2 separate regions of the Capra hircus genome follow, and region 2 is linked to region 1. Evidence: chromatin contacts called from public Hi-C data. All regions are on one chromosome and are shown on one strand. Each heading gives the region's core, a stretch centred on a gene start, on an enhancer-like site or on the middle of the called end of the contact. The rest is flanking DNA. Distances are from core to core; before and after follow the strand shown. Region 1 overlaps WDTC1 (WD and tetratricopeptide repeats protein 1). Region 2 holds the start of FCN3 (ficolin-3).

The links. A called contact is a pair of places that touch in the nucleus more often than the background predicts.
Region 2: a contact with region 1 is called in a Hi-C map of blood, with 7 times the contacts expected there. The contact joins the promoter of FCN3 here to the enhancer-like site in region 1. A contact is called at or near these places in 2 of 5 Hi-C or Micro-C datasets (both in blood).

What each region holds. Positions count from the first base shown.
Region 1 is chr2:9,988,387-9,995,070 of ARS1.2, reverse strand. WDTC1 (WD and tetratricopeptide repeats protein 1) reads right to left here. Exons shown (of 16, transcript XM_018056645.1): 10 at 5,289-5,364; 11 at 4,567-4,672; 12 at 3,728-3,901; 13 at 484-719. Among named protein-coding and RNA genes, the nearest start is that of TMEM222, 21 kb to the left of the region's middle. Within about 2 kb of position 2,235, at least 4 of the 5 cell types and tissues checked have an H3K27ac peak or open chromatin away from gene starts, as enhancers often do.
Region 2 is chr2:10,053,777-10,061,423 of ARS1.2, reverse strand. It overlaps FCN3 (ficolin-3), which reads left to right and starts at 4,949. Exons shown (of 10, transcript XM_018066283.1): 1 at 4,949-5,052; 2 at 5,354-5,442; 3 at 5,769-5,819; 4 at 6,277-6,306; 5 at 6,531-6,626; 6 at 7,166-7,218. The coding sequence starts at 4,949. It overlaps CD164L2 (CD164 sialomucin-like 2 protein), which reads left to right. Exons shown (of 6, transcript XM_018056719.1): 5 at 528-672; 6 at 1,209-1,536. The coding sequence ends at 1,215.

The sequences.
Region 1 (6,684 bases), core at 986-3,485:
CTTCAACATGCTGTACAAATAAGCCAGCAGGTTCAGAGAGGCTGTGCTCTGCCCAGTCTCATGGTTCCACATGGCAGAGCTGAGACTGGAACTGAGGCTCCATCCCTGTGCCTGGGGCCTTACCACTGCCCTGTGGGCTGTCTCTCCTGCACCCATGCAATCTGGAGCAAGTGCACTCTAGCCAACTAGCTGGAGCTCGGATCCCAACGGAACGGCCAAGGCCCTGTCTATGACAGGAGAGGATGACCTAGCTCAGCCGACTCCTATCCTGAGCCCCGGGGGAACCACACCAGGTGCCTTAAACACGCTATTGCTAATCCTTGTCTCGAAGAGACCAAGTGACTGTCTCAGGGTCACGTGGTTCTCAATCAGTGTGAGCCCAGGCCTCTCCAGTCTCAGGACTTACGTCCTCTCCAGAATGTCACGCAGCATCTCCAACAGACAGAGTGACAGCAACCCCTCCTCAGTGCGCACTCTACTCACCACCGTCATTTTTGGAGAAGAGGGCGGCCGTGATGTCACGTCCCAATGCGTCACAGGCGCTGCTATGGGCCTGCTCCGGGAACTTCCCTTTGAAATCATCCAGGCACTCTAGGGCCTCAGCCACGTACTTGAGCTCAAAGAGGCATCGGGCCAGGCGGAAGTGCGCCTTCAGGTGGCATGGATTTAGGGAGATGGCCTTGAGGCAGTCCCTCAGGGCATCGTAGTGGTCACCATCCCTGGGAAGGCAGGGGAGTGTGCTTTGGAGGTGGGGCCCCATGGCAGGTAGGGAGTCCCCATTCAGTCTTGTCGCTTCCTGTGGCCACCCCAGCCCACCTTTGAGCGATCTCAGGGCAAGGGTATTTGGGGATGAACAGAATCCTGGTTCAGCCCAGGACTTGCTCTCTAGGAGGCAGAGTATGTTTAGGAGGAAAGCCAGGAACCCTGGAGTCTTGGCAGGTAGAGGGTGGGCATAAGGCAAAAACCAGTGTCGGGTTGCCCTCTGCTGGACACAGAGTGCAACTGTGCACCCGCTCACCCCAGGCACCCGCAGCCCTGCAGCAGAAGGCCTGGCATCTTGCCCGCCTCAGGCTCCCAGGCCCTCCTTCTCTTTTCCTCCACCCACCTCCTCAGATCCCCCCGGCTGGCCTTCAAAGCCAGGTCTGAGGCAGGGGGCCCTCAAGGACAGTTCTGTGGTCCGGGGAAGCCAGAAGTGTCAGGCTGGGGATTCAGGCTGCTGACCAGCAGGCAGCAAGTCCTCAGCCAGGCCCCCTCTGTCCTGGCTGACTGATCCACAGCAGCTGTGGCCTCTACCTCCCGGGGCTGGAGGATGGGGCCTGACAGTCTGGCAGAGTCACTTCTCTGGAAGTGGATGGCGGGAGTGGGGGCAGGCATAGGCCACAGGAGCTGCAAATCGTCCACACTAACTTCTCCAAACTCCCGAAGCATGGATGTGGGGAAGTGGGAATAGTTTCGCGGGGTGGGGAGGGTCAGAGAAGAAGCCCCTCCTCCTCCCACCCTGTGCAGGAGTATAGAATACACATCTGCCCAGGTCCACAGACAGCCCCACCTCTCAACTGGAGAGCCAGGTGTCCTCACGGGATCCACTTCTCTGTTTTTCCCCTCTGCTGGGGTGAGGCGGGCCTAGGACCCACTTGCGTTAAGAAGCACGCCGCCAACCGCCCCCCCCCCCCCATGGCCTCCCCACCAAGGCGCAGCTCACAACCCCTGTGCGCGGGGGCCAGGGCAGGTCTGACGCTGGAGCTGTGCTCCTGACCCTCCCTCCTACAGCACCCAGAGGGAGCGCCAGTGCTCAGAGCAGGGACAAGAGTCTTGGCAGTGCGGAGGCGGGCGGGAGACAGAGTGTCCCGACGGCGCAGCTGCGTCAGAACGAGTGGCTGTGACGGAGGAGCAGGCGCGCTTCGGAAACCCAATTACCGCCTGCAAGGTGCCCCTCAGAACTCCCGGGGAGAGCCAGACCAGAAAGCAGCCAGGAGCCAGAGGGCGACAGCTCCCACCGCATCCAGGAGCAGATGGCCGCCCTGGGGAGACTGGCCTGGGACAGAACGTGACATTCTAAGGGTCACTGGCAGGCACGTGGGGATGGGGAGAGAGCAAGCTGGCCCCAGGGCGCACCCATCCGGACTTGCTGCCAGCTCAATCTCCCTGAAAAGACAGCCCTCAACACCTCCCTCTGCTGCTCGAAACTCTTCAGTAGCTGCCCATCATCCACTGAATCGAGGCCAAAACGCCACCGCTCTGCATTCCAAGTCCTTCCCAGGCTGGCCCCAGGCTACCTCACAGACTCATCTCCTGCCAGTCCCTTCCCGAACCCTCTGCTCCAGCCAAATGGATTTGTTGTTCTGCAAACAAGCTCTTCAGTCAGTCCCCCACCCCCACGCCTTTGTTCACACTGTTTCATCTCCCTGGGAATGTCCTTCCCCCACAGTCCCCTCCCCCCTTTCCTCTCCTGTCTAAGCCTGCCCACACTGAAAGCAGACACCATGTCTTCCCGGTGCTCCCTGATCCCCAGGTACAGTGACCCGACTTTTCCTCTGCCCATGGCACTTCACCTGACCCTTCAAAGACTCACTGCTTCCTGCCTCTTCGGTGATGGACCATGCCCACCTCTTTATCCCCTGTCCAGAGGCTGTGCGCTCTGGAGCACAGGAACTCGGAGGGACAGAACTTTGTGTCTCTAGTTCTCAGCGCATAGTAGGGATTCAGAGAAGATGTTAAGGGTACTGTGGACTGGGAAATCATCAGTCCTTCTCAGCAAAAATGCAGGAGAGTGTGCTCAGCCTACAGCCTGCATGAAGACCACTGCATTCTACCCACCTGCTGGAAAAGAGGGGCAAAACACCCCAGGAGGGCCCCCAACTGTCATCTCCTGGGGCTGGCTGCCATCTGAGCCCGTGGCCAACTCCTGATGTCTGAGCTAAGGCCTGTGGGGGCAGCATCTTCCCAAACCCCCATCCACCAGCCTGCTGACTTGGGTGGGTTTCTTAAGCTTCCCTCTCTGGCCTGCCGAGTTGCAGCCAGACGATGGCACACCAGCTGGCCTGTCTGTCTGGGCAGAGCCGACGGATGCCAGACGGAGCAGAAATGGCTGTGGGCCCAGCTTTATCCATCTCCCATCCTGGCCCTGGCTGGGGGATGGGGTCTGCCTGCCTGCTTGCCTGCTGGTGCTGTAGGCGGAAGGGCTGGGGGCCCTGGTGGTCTTCAAAGATAAAGGGTTCTTCAGGATATGGACCTGTTCCCTTACCACTGGCCATTACCACACAGCAAGACCCACAGCCAGCTTCAGATGTCTAGGATCCTGCTTGTGCTTGGTCCAAAGGGTCCAAGAGCATAGGACAGCAAACTCCAAGGTCAAGGCGCTGCACAATCACTTCAAACAGACAGCAACTGAATTCACCAGGGCCTCATTTCCATCTAGCAAGATTCTACTGCCCCTTTAAAAGTCCGATTCAAGGCCCAATTCTCCAAGGACTGGGATTAACCACTCTCCCAATTCCTACTTCCAGCAACCACAGCATTAACATGCTGAAGCTACTTGTGAACATGTTCCACTTAACTGTGAGCTCTCCTGGTGTTTGAAGCTTCCTGACTAACAGGTCAGGCACCTGCCCACCACCAACCAGGAATGGGTGAGAGGCCTGGGCCTAACATGCCCTGAGGGGCAGCAGGATGCCACTGCTACTGTCCCTGGATGCCTCAGCAACTTGGTTCCATCAGGCCCACTCACCACTTGCGCTTCATGTAGGCAGCAGCTCGGTTCCCATAGAGCATGGCGTTGTGAGGGGCCCTCTGCACGGCCTTGCTGTAAAGCTGAATGGCCTGGGTCCACTGCTGGCAAGCAAAAGCCTCATTGGCTTGCTGTTTCACCCGCTCCAGGTATGGGGGCAGCTCTACCTGGGGGCTACGGGGGAAGCAGAGTGTCAGGCCAACCAAGGAAGGTCAGAGCAGCCCCTCAGGATGTCTGTGGCCCTGCCTGGAGGCCTCCCAGGTTTTCTTGGTCCCTGAGATCTGCACTGTCATATGAAAGAGGATGCCACTCCCACCCTTGGCTTGGGTAACTGTGGCAGGTCAATAGCCACAATTCCAGATGCTTTGTGCCAGTGAAAAAAAACAGACAGGCAGAAATGAAGTTGTCCTAGACAGGTTTAAAGGAATTCTTCATCAAACTAGGCATGAAAGTAGCTGACACCTCCGGCCTCCATGCTGAGCTGAACTTTGTCACCGTCCAAGTCCCGCCCATGGATCTCTCTATAGAGAGGTTTCTCTCAAGGGCTAGAGGACCTGGGCACCTCTGTATCAAAAGCTGAGCTCAGGGCCTGGCAGTGCAAGAGGCTTGAAGATGCTATGAATGCAGAAAACACAACGGGGGAGGCCTGGCTGTGCGGGACCCTTTAGGAGGGAGCCCAGGGCTAAGAGGCGCTAGCCCCTGGGTCCTGACCCCAGCTACTGGCACCAAGAGACCAGAGCTTCAGCTGGAGCACGACTGGAGTCCCATCAGGCAGAGGTGGCATGGGGACCACTGCCACATTCCAGAAGCCTCTGTGCCCCAAGTCAGGCTGGCCTTACCTGACATGCCCCCTAGTCTCTGGCAGCCGGAAGCCATTGCTGTGAAGGTGCAGGCCGTTGGACACGCCGTTGGACACACCGTTGGTGGACATCTTGCCATTCTGAACTTCTGGCGGTGGGTGGTTAGAAAGGAACAGCAACAACTTAGGAGGCAGTCCTCACTTCTCCTCAGCAGCCCTCCAGCTTCCATCCGGGGATCTGACGGCTCCACAGCAGGGCTGTCCCTCCCAGGGTAGATCTACTCCCAGAAAGCAAGTTCTGACAGGCAGACCGGCAAGCACATAAAGCAAGCCTGTGCGCCCTCTGCTGGCTGGAGAGGGACATAACTTCAACTTGGCATTATCTGGCTGTAGGGATGCCTAAAAGTTGGGGGGTGAGGAGGTGCCTAAATCAACTGCAGGCCCCAGGAAGAATCACTGAGGAGACTGGTCTAGGACGGCAGGGGAGGGCACAACTACGTCAGGTCCTCAAGAGCCAAGCCATGGGAAGAACCTGCTCTTTCTGAGGGAAGTGAAAAGGGCTGTGAGGCAAAGCCATTTTTCCAGAGCTCTCTGACCTGGGACTCCCTTCCTTCTTACTGTACGGTGTTATTTCAGAGAAACTGCTCCTTTCAGAGGATCACATCCACAGTGCAAGGCAAGGGGCAGGCTGCCCGGCAGAGGCAGCGCACACTCACGTTCCCAGCAGAGATGCCCCGAAGGAGCCGGGCAGGGAGCACTTACCCCCTGAGGAGTGGCATTTTCTAGGCAAGAGGAAGGTATACGGCCGCTGCTTGTAAGTCAGGTCAAACAAATAGACCTAGAGTGCAGGGGTCAAGAGAAGATGGACATTGTGAGGCAAGACCGTGGCCGGGCCAGGAGTGAGGCCTGGGCGGCTCTCGGGAACACAGCTGAGTGTTCAGCAGGGAACCACCGAGTGACACAGGACGGGGTGCTTCCTGGAGCAAGCCTCAGGTGGGAAAATCCTCCTAGTGCCTGGCCCTGGGGGTGGACAGCTTCAAATACTGTCATTCCTTAGAATCACATGTGTATTAGGTCAACAAGGGCCTCAGGGGTCTCATGTTATAAATGGGAAAACTGAAACCCCAGAGAAGCAATTTGCCCAAATAACATTGCTAGTTACTTCCCTCAGTAAATATTACCTATTATTACTTAACATGTATTGAATCCTTACTTTGCTCCTCTGTTAAGTGTTTTATATGACTTTTCTCATTTCATCTTAGAAATGAGTACCACAAAATGAGTACCATCTTTAGTACCACAAAAACGTACTATTATCAGCCACCTTTCCAGAAGAAGAAATGTCGGCTCAGAGTTTAATTAATTTATCCAGGGCCATAAAAGCAGCAAGTGGCACAGCCAGCACCTAAAACCAAGTCTATTTGGCTCCAAACCACTCTGCTAGACTGTCTCTCCCACTTATCCTTACACCACCTTTAAGCCAGGGGACGGCTCAGCAATCTGGATCCAGAGCCCTCTTCTGAACTCGGGGGCTCACCCAGTCTCCTGTATCACATCCCATTTCTCCTGTATCACACCTTGCCTTTAAATGTCATCAATGGTTTGTTTCACTTGCCATGTCTCTCCTGTCAGCCTAGCATGGATCATATTTTGCACCTGTCTCCCTCATGTTTATGCTAATGCTACTCCCAGAGTAAGTACTCAGTGAGTGTTTGCAGAGTAAATTAATTTATGCAAGGCTTATTAAACAACCTGACCGAGAACAACAGAAGGTTTAGCAACCGGTCATTATCAAAGAAGACTTCCCAAAACTGGTCCTGAACAGAACCCTGGCTGCATGCTCTGAGCCACAGGATTTCCTCCTAGGAAAGCAGCAGATGAGGAAACCAAGGTTCAGGAAAATGAAGAGAGGTGTTCAAAGTCTCAGCACACAGCTCATAAATAAAAGGCCAGTGACTAAAGACAGGTCTGTCAATTCTAAAGCTTACACTCAAGAGCAGGGTACTTCTCTGGGAATTCCAGTGGTGCCACGGCATTTCGGTTTTTCACAGTAACGCCGTTTACAGTGAGGCTTCTTGTCTGCCTCATGGAAGTGGATGTGGCGGGCACAGCCCTGGCTGCCGGATATGGGGGCGGGGGTTGGGGGGTACCGCCTCGG
Region 2 (7,647 bases), core at 3,700-6,199, 64 kb before region 1:
CGAGTCTTCATTTATCCCCTTGGTCGAGTGTGGGCTGCCGCATCTTCCTCTCCTCCTTCCCTCTCTCTGGATCCCGGGTGACGCCAGGGTCTTGGGACTTGGGAGTCCCAAGGAGACCACAGCATTTGCACCTGGGCTTCGAAGCTCAAGACCCAAGACGGAGAGGGACTGTGAGCTGAAAGCTGTGTGGACGCCCAAGTTCTGGGTCCATCGTCACTCTGTGGGGCCCCAGTGGAAGAGGGAAGCAGGCAGGGAGCTCACTCACCATCTGGGACCTGAAGTCAGGAAACCCAGAGAGAGTGTGACAGGCATCAAGCCACAGAGCAACTCAGGAGCAGAGCCAGGGCCGATGCTATCCGTTCTTCCAGGCACTTCCAGGCCACCTGTAGAATCTGGGTGGAACTTCTGAGCCCGCTGTCCAAGGCTCCCCTAGTGAGGACTGGGGGCCTCCCAGATGACCTGTGCCGGGTTTGGGGTGGGGCTGGGCCCCTGGCCTACAGTGGCCTGTTGTGGCCTCCACCCTGCAGAGAGCCCCTCGGTCCCTGAGGCCCACAGCCCCGGCTTTGACGGGGCCAGCTTCACCGGAGGCGTGGTGATGGTGCTGAGTCTGCAGGCAGTGGCCTTCTTCGTCCTGCGCTTCCTCAAGGCCAAGGACAGCACCTACCAGACGCTGTGAGTACCTGGCTGCCAAGCCCCGTGCACCCGCTCCGCCCTGGCCCCCCAGGTGGCCCTCACTGCCCTTGTGCTGTCTCCGCCACAGGGCAGCCTCAGGAGCCCTGAGGCCCTCTCGGCCTCCTCCGTGTAGGCCACAGCGCGTCTCCCTCTTCTAGTGTGGGGTTCTCTCGGCTGGGTGTTGGCCCACGTGGAACTCGGCCTGGGCCCGGCGTCTGAGAGCCCAGCTGAGCCCCTCTGTCTCTGTCCCCTCATGCTGCCCACAGGGAGGAGAACCAGTAGGTGACAGCCCAGGCCGCCTTCAGCCTGCAGCTCTGTGGCCGCGGGCAGGAGCCCAGGCCACGTGTGCGGTTTGGTTTTCCTCTGAGAAGGGGAGCTGCTCTGAGGCTCTGGTCCCCATGTGTGCTGTGGGGTGGATCGCTGCAACCTCCATTAAAGTGTTTGCTCTTCTGCCCACTGCCTGCTCGGGGGGGCGTCCTCAGCCCAGCTGAGGTGGGGCCACCACCCTGAGTGCCTTCTCTGTCTGCCCTCTGCAGAATCTGACCCCCTTCAGGCCCGGATTCCACACTCAGGGGAAAGAGGATGAAGAAGCTGCCCTCTCTTGGCCCCCTTAAGGGCCCTCAGGGTGGGAAAAACTTTGGTCACCAAATTGTGGCCCCTGTGAACACTGAGCAGACTCAGGACCCCATAGCTGACATCCCTTCCTGTCCTGGGCCTGGTTCGTGCAGATGAGAGCATCCTTCAACCACCTTCTGCCTCATCCGTCATCCCTGTGGGCCCCCGCCTGGTACTCGGTATGGGCCTGGCCTCTTCCCATCGACCTGGCTTGGACACTGCCCCCCAATAAAGGAGCTCTTTCCAGCACTGTGCTCCCATGTCTTGGGCTGTGTGTGGATTGGATGGGGTGAGGGGTATGGTTCACTGCCCTCTCTTTCATGGAAATTCAGCCTTAAATTAACACTGTCACCTTTTAAAGTATTTTTATTTTCAGGAATTCCCTGGAAGTCCAGTGGTTAAGACTTGGCGCTTTCACTGCCAGGGCCTGGGTTCAATCCCAGGTCGGGAAATTTTAAGATCCCACTAGCCTCATGGCCTGGCCAGAAAAATAGTTTTTGTTGTTATGTGTTTAAGCCCCTCCTCCACTGCATTATAGAGAAGGGTGCAGAGACTCAGAAAGGGAAACACACCTGCTTAAGATCACGCAGAGTGGAATGGGGGCAGGGCTGGGAATTTAATCCAGGTTTTTCTGACTCCAGAATGAACAGAACTTCAGAACTCCTCTGCAGAGGCATCTCCAGTTTTTTTTTTTTGGCTCCTAAATTGGATCTCTGCCCTTGTGCCAAGGTGGAGGTACCCCCGGGACCCTCCCCAGGGTACTTCTGGCCTTCCTTGAATGGGCCCTCCTAGAAAGCATCACTTACGCCCACCTCCCTCTCTTCACCCCCTCAACCCTGGGCCCAGAAGTCTTCTCTAATAACATCTCCTATCCATGGGGCACTTGCTGGAAACCAGGCGTGTGGCTGAGAGTCTGGCATCAGTGTCTCATTTAGTCCCATGATTGTCCTAGAAAGCTGAGAGGCGGTAGAGAGTCACGGGCAAGAGTTTAGCCTGTGGAACCCGACTGCCTTGTGGGACTGAAAGTTAATGGAGCAGCTCTGGGCTTCGGTTTCCTCGTCTATAAAGTCCAGTAACAGTGTTCCATCTCAGTGGGATGTAGGGCAGGTTCAGAGCAGGGGCATGTGCCCCGTCTGCTTCACTCCAGGGCACCCATTCACCCCTCCAGCTGCCCAAATGCCTGCATCTCTTCCTCCCCTTGAGGCCACCTCTTCTTGCAGGATCTCTGGCTGCAGCGGGAAAGGCTTTAGGGCCCCTGGGCTCCACAGGGAGTTTCAGCTGCTTCTTGGCCTCTCAGAGGGCTCACCTGCCTACCCATCAATGCCAAACACAGTCCACCACCCCACAGACTCACTTCTTTTTTTTTTTTTAAATTTTTATTTATTTATTTATTTAAATTTTAAAATCTTTAATTCTTACATGCGTTCCCAAACATGAACCCCCTCCCACCTCCCTCCCCATAACATCTCTCTGGGTCATCCCCATGCCCCAGCCCCAAGCATGCTGTATCCTGCGTCAGACATAGACTGGCGATTCGATTCTTACATGATAGTATACATGTTAGAATGCCATTCTCCCAAATCATCCCACCCTCTCCCTCTCCCTCTGAGTCCAAAAGTCCGTTATACACATCTGTGTCTTTCTTGCTGCACAGACTCACTTCTATCAACACCTCTCCTCCTCTCAGACATCAGCCTCCCCTCCAGGTCCCTGCATCTGGGTCATGTGACCCAGCCTGCCTTGCTCTCTCTTCTTCAAGCCTCTGTACACATGGTTTCTCCTGCCTGGGTTGCCCTCCCCTGGCTGGGACGATGCCCGTTCTCTCCCAGGCCAAGGAAAGAATGCTCCACCTCCTCCTGGCTTTTCACCCACTTAAGGACATTTCTCTAGTGGATGTTTTCTTTTTCAAATGTAGTAAATGCCTGCAAAGAGCAAAAGGACTACACGGACATTCATGTACATGAAGAACGAGAATCACTCTCCCCAGTGTCCCACTCCCCAGAAATAACTATGCTTAACAGGATGGGTCACACCTTTCTCTATGAATTTACAAAAGACATACCTACACACACTTAGTTTTTTTTTTAATACAAAATGAGGGACTTCTCTGGTGGCGCAGGGGTTAAGAATCCGCCTGGCAGTGCAGGCCATGCGGGTTCCATCCCTGGTCCAAGAAGATTCTACCGGCCTCAGAGCAGCTAAGCCCATATGCCACAACTACTGAAACCCGCATGCCTGGAGGCCGTGCTTTGCAATTAGAGAAGCCACTGCAATGAGAGACCCATGCTCGCTGCAAGTAAAGACCGCACAACGCAACGAAGACCCAGCGCAGCCAAAAATAAAATTATTTTTTAAAGTTTTTCATTACAAAAAAAAAAACAAAACGAAGTGGGAGCATGCTTTACATTTTGTTCTGCAACGCTGCCCCTTTCGTTAGAGATCAGATTTGCCCCATGACTTATTCAGATGGTGATGGTTGATTTGCCTGCATCCTGTCAAAGTCCAACTGGGTTATTTCCGTTTTATCGTAAACAGCATCATGATAAACGGGCTTGTCTTCAGATCTTGGCATACCTGCAGCAGAGTGTGTGTGGTGGGGACATATTCCTAGAACTGGAATTGGAGCTTCTCAGCGTTCATCTCATGGATCCATCCTGTCTGGCAAGCTTGGCCTCCACCTTCCTTGACACTCTCATGAACCTGGCCTTTTCTACCCCCACAAGAACTGGGCCTGGTATAGAGAAGGCCCTCAGGGAGGATTTGATGAGTGAATGAATGAACAACGTTTTCCTGTCCTCTGTCACCAGAGGTCCCTCTCCAGCTGAGACCTCACCCCTCGCATCTGGACCAAGGCTGCTGCCTCTTCTTCACTGGCCTGCATGCCTGCCCCGCATGGTCTGCCCATGTGATGGCCTATATTAGCAGCTGTTTTCTAGCCTCTGCCAGGGACTCTTCAGTGGACCTGAGGGTGGGCATGAAGTCACCTTGCTAACAATGCTTCTCTCTGGTTGGGGGCATGGTTAGGGGCTTGGGAAAAATCTCTGGCAGAGAGAACACAAATCATGTCCTGTCTCTGAGCCTGTTTTTCCTTGTTTATTCATTTAATGAACATTAATGGGGCACCTGCTATGTACCAGCCTATAACCCAGTTTCAATAATATTAATAACAACCATCAGTGGGACTGTGTAAGGATGGGAGGCGATATACAAATAGCACCCAGCATGACTTGGGGTGGGGGTGGGCAGCAGGTGCCCACCAGATGGTATCGGTGGTCATTCCCAATATGGTGACAAGGATCAGGGAAGAATTCCTAGTGGAGATGACATGAGAGCTGGACCTTCATGCATAGCGGGGAGCTTCACAGGGAGAGACGAGGAGGGGGTTCCAGATGAGCTAAGAAACAAAAGTAGAAAGACCCTATGTGAGTGCAGAAGTCTGAAGAGATGGCTGCAGAGTCTTGGTGGCCAGGATCAGAAGTTGGACTCCATCCTGGTTGGACCGGGCAGGAATAATGCCCATTCTCTCAAAGGTGAAGGAGGAAAAGCCCCCACCTTCTGCTGGTTCCAGCCTGGGTGGGGTATCCCTGGGGAAAGACAAGGGAGGAAGTCTTGCTTCATGTCCTCCCACCAGCCTGGAATCTTTTCTCAGGGCCCCAGCAAGATGGGCCCTCTGTGGACCCCACCTTCCCCTTTCCTCCTCTTGTTTGGGGAGCCTGCCTCTCTGAGGACCCAGGACTACCCCAGCTGCCCAGATAGGGGCCCAGGGTACCCTCCCCACTCACCCACTCACCATCCCATCCTCATCCTCTCCCTAGGTATCCTTCTCCCACCCAGGCTCACTAGCCTCAAGGAGTAGGGTGGGAGTTTGATAATCTGGGCTACACACACACACACACACACACACACACACACACACTGTATGCAAATAGATGCAAATGATGAAAAACCTGACAGCTAGAATCTGGGGGATGGAAAGAAAAGTGCAGAGGGATCTGGAAGAGACATACCCACTACCCCCATGCCCATCCTGTGCCCACCTGGCCCTGTATCTCCCTGCAGAACCCAGGAAACTGGAAGCCAGTAAAGTTGTCCTCTTGCCCAGTTGTCCTGGAACCCCAGGAAGTCCTGGGGAGAAGGGAGCACCAGGTCCTCAAGGTAAGAGATGCCAGAGATCAGGCAGGGGCCTGCGGAGGCAGCAATTACAGTCTGTGCTAAGAGACCATGGTGAAGGGGCAAGGAACATTTGTGTGCCAGGCTCCAGGCTGGATGCCCAGCATCCTAAGACTGACCCTGTGGGGTAGGTAGTATCATCCCCATCTCGCTGGGCTGTGGGGGAAGGGAGGTTCAGAGAGGATCAGTCATTCACCCATGTACACAGAGCCAGGAGCCACGAAAGGCTGCAGCTGGGATCTGACTTGACTGCTTTCTGGCCCCTGACATAGGGCAGGGTGTAAGGCATCTCTCTGTTTCTGGGATGTCAGGGCAGCCTGGATCACTGGGCAAGATGGGTCCCAAGGGTGAGCCTGGGGACTGTGTGGAGCTAGAGGTCTCTTCTTTCTTTGCTCTGTCCCTGGACCAGAGAGGGGGCTGCTTGGCTGCTGCTCAGGAATTGGCCGTGATTGACCTCTTGTAGAGGGGATAGAAAGCTGGTGGCACTAGTGGTAAAGAACCTGTCTTCCATTGCAGAGACATAAGAGATGCACGTTCGATCCCTGGATCGGGAAGATCCCCTGGAGGACAACCCGCCCCAGTATTCTTGACTGGAGAATCCCATGGACAGAAGAGCCTGGCAGGCTACAATCCACAGGGTCACAAAGAGTCAGACACGACTGAAGCGACTTAGCACACATGCAGTGGGGGTGGAAAGCTGGGAGGAGTGGTGAGAATCAGGAGAAGGGCCTGGGCACCCTCCCCTCTGGTGGTTCGTGAGCCTTCCCTTGGGAGTACTCAGACTTCAGAGTCAACATTCATCTTTTCTTGGGGCTGGAGATTCAGTGAACTTGCTGTGGGGACAGGAAGGTTGAGGCCATCTTTGCTGGAGCCCAGGCACCTGGAATCAGATGGTGCTGGGGTGTTGTTGGGTCAGCAGGAGTGGCCCAGCCCCACACCCAGAGCCCCTCTTCAGGGGTCCAAAGGAATTGAGAGGGCTCCTGGAGTCCAGCACGTGGCCTCTTCCATTGCCTGTGGGCTGGGGCTTGGGAAATAACTTAGGGGCCCCCATCAGCTCATCTCCTCTTCCCCAGGCCCTGGGAGCTGCCAGGAGCTGCTGAGCCGGAAGACCACTTTGAGTGACTGGTACCATCTGTGCCTACCTGAGTGCTGAGCCCTCCCAGGCTTTTGTGACAGTTCAGTTCAGTGGCTCAGTCGTGGCTGACTCTTTGCGACCCCATGGACTGCAGCACACCAGGCCTCCCTGTCCATCACCAACTCCCCGAGTTTACTCAAATTCACGTCCATTGAATCAGTGTTGTCATCCAACCATCTCATCCTCTGTTGCCCCCTTCTCCTCTCGCCTTCAGTCTTTCCCAGCATCAGGGTCTTTTCAAATGAGTCAGTTCTTTGCATCAGGTGGCCAAAGTATTGGAGTTTCAGCTTCAGCATCAGTCATTCCAATAAATATTCAGGACTGATTTCCTTTAGGATGGACTGGTTGGATCTCCTTGCAGTCCAAGGGACTCTCAAGAGTCTTCTCCAACACCACAGTTCAAAAGCATTAATTCTTTGGCACTCAGCTTTCTTTATAGTCCAACTCTCACATCCATACCTGACTACTGGAAAAACCAGAGCTTTGATTAGATGGACCTTTGTTGGCAAAGCAATGTCTCTGCTTTTTAATACGCTATCTAGGTTGGTCATAGCTTTTCTTCCAAGGGGCAAGCGTCTTTTAATTTTGTCTTTTGTGACAAGGACACCGCAGATGGTGGCTGGCTGGTGAAGGAGTGTCAGGGAGAGAAAGGACTGGAGCAAGTCAGACCCAGTGGGCACTTCTTCCCCTTGGCCCCTAGGCGGCGCCAGAGCCCACTGGAGCCAAGACATCCCTTTGGTGAGTATCACTAACAAATGCTTACTGAGCTCCCAGAGGGCCTGAAGAAGTCTGAGAAGGCTTCACAGAGGAGATGCCATTTGAAAGGGCCCTGAAGGCTGTGTAGAAGTTCTCAAGATAGGTGAGGTGCCTATAGGAAGGGCCTTCCAGGTAGAGCGAAAGACAAATGCAGGGAGGCCGGAGAGCATGAGGGGGTGGGGGAGACCGGACAAGTGAGCTGAGAGCAGGTGGAGTGCTTGATTGAGGTCTACTGGTGTGGGTCAAGCATGGAGAAGGCCCAGACAGCAGAGACCCATTCACAAAGGGCACTGAGTGAC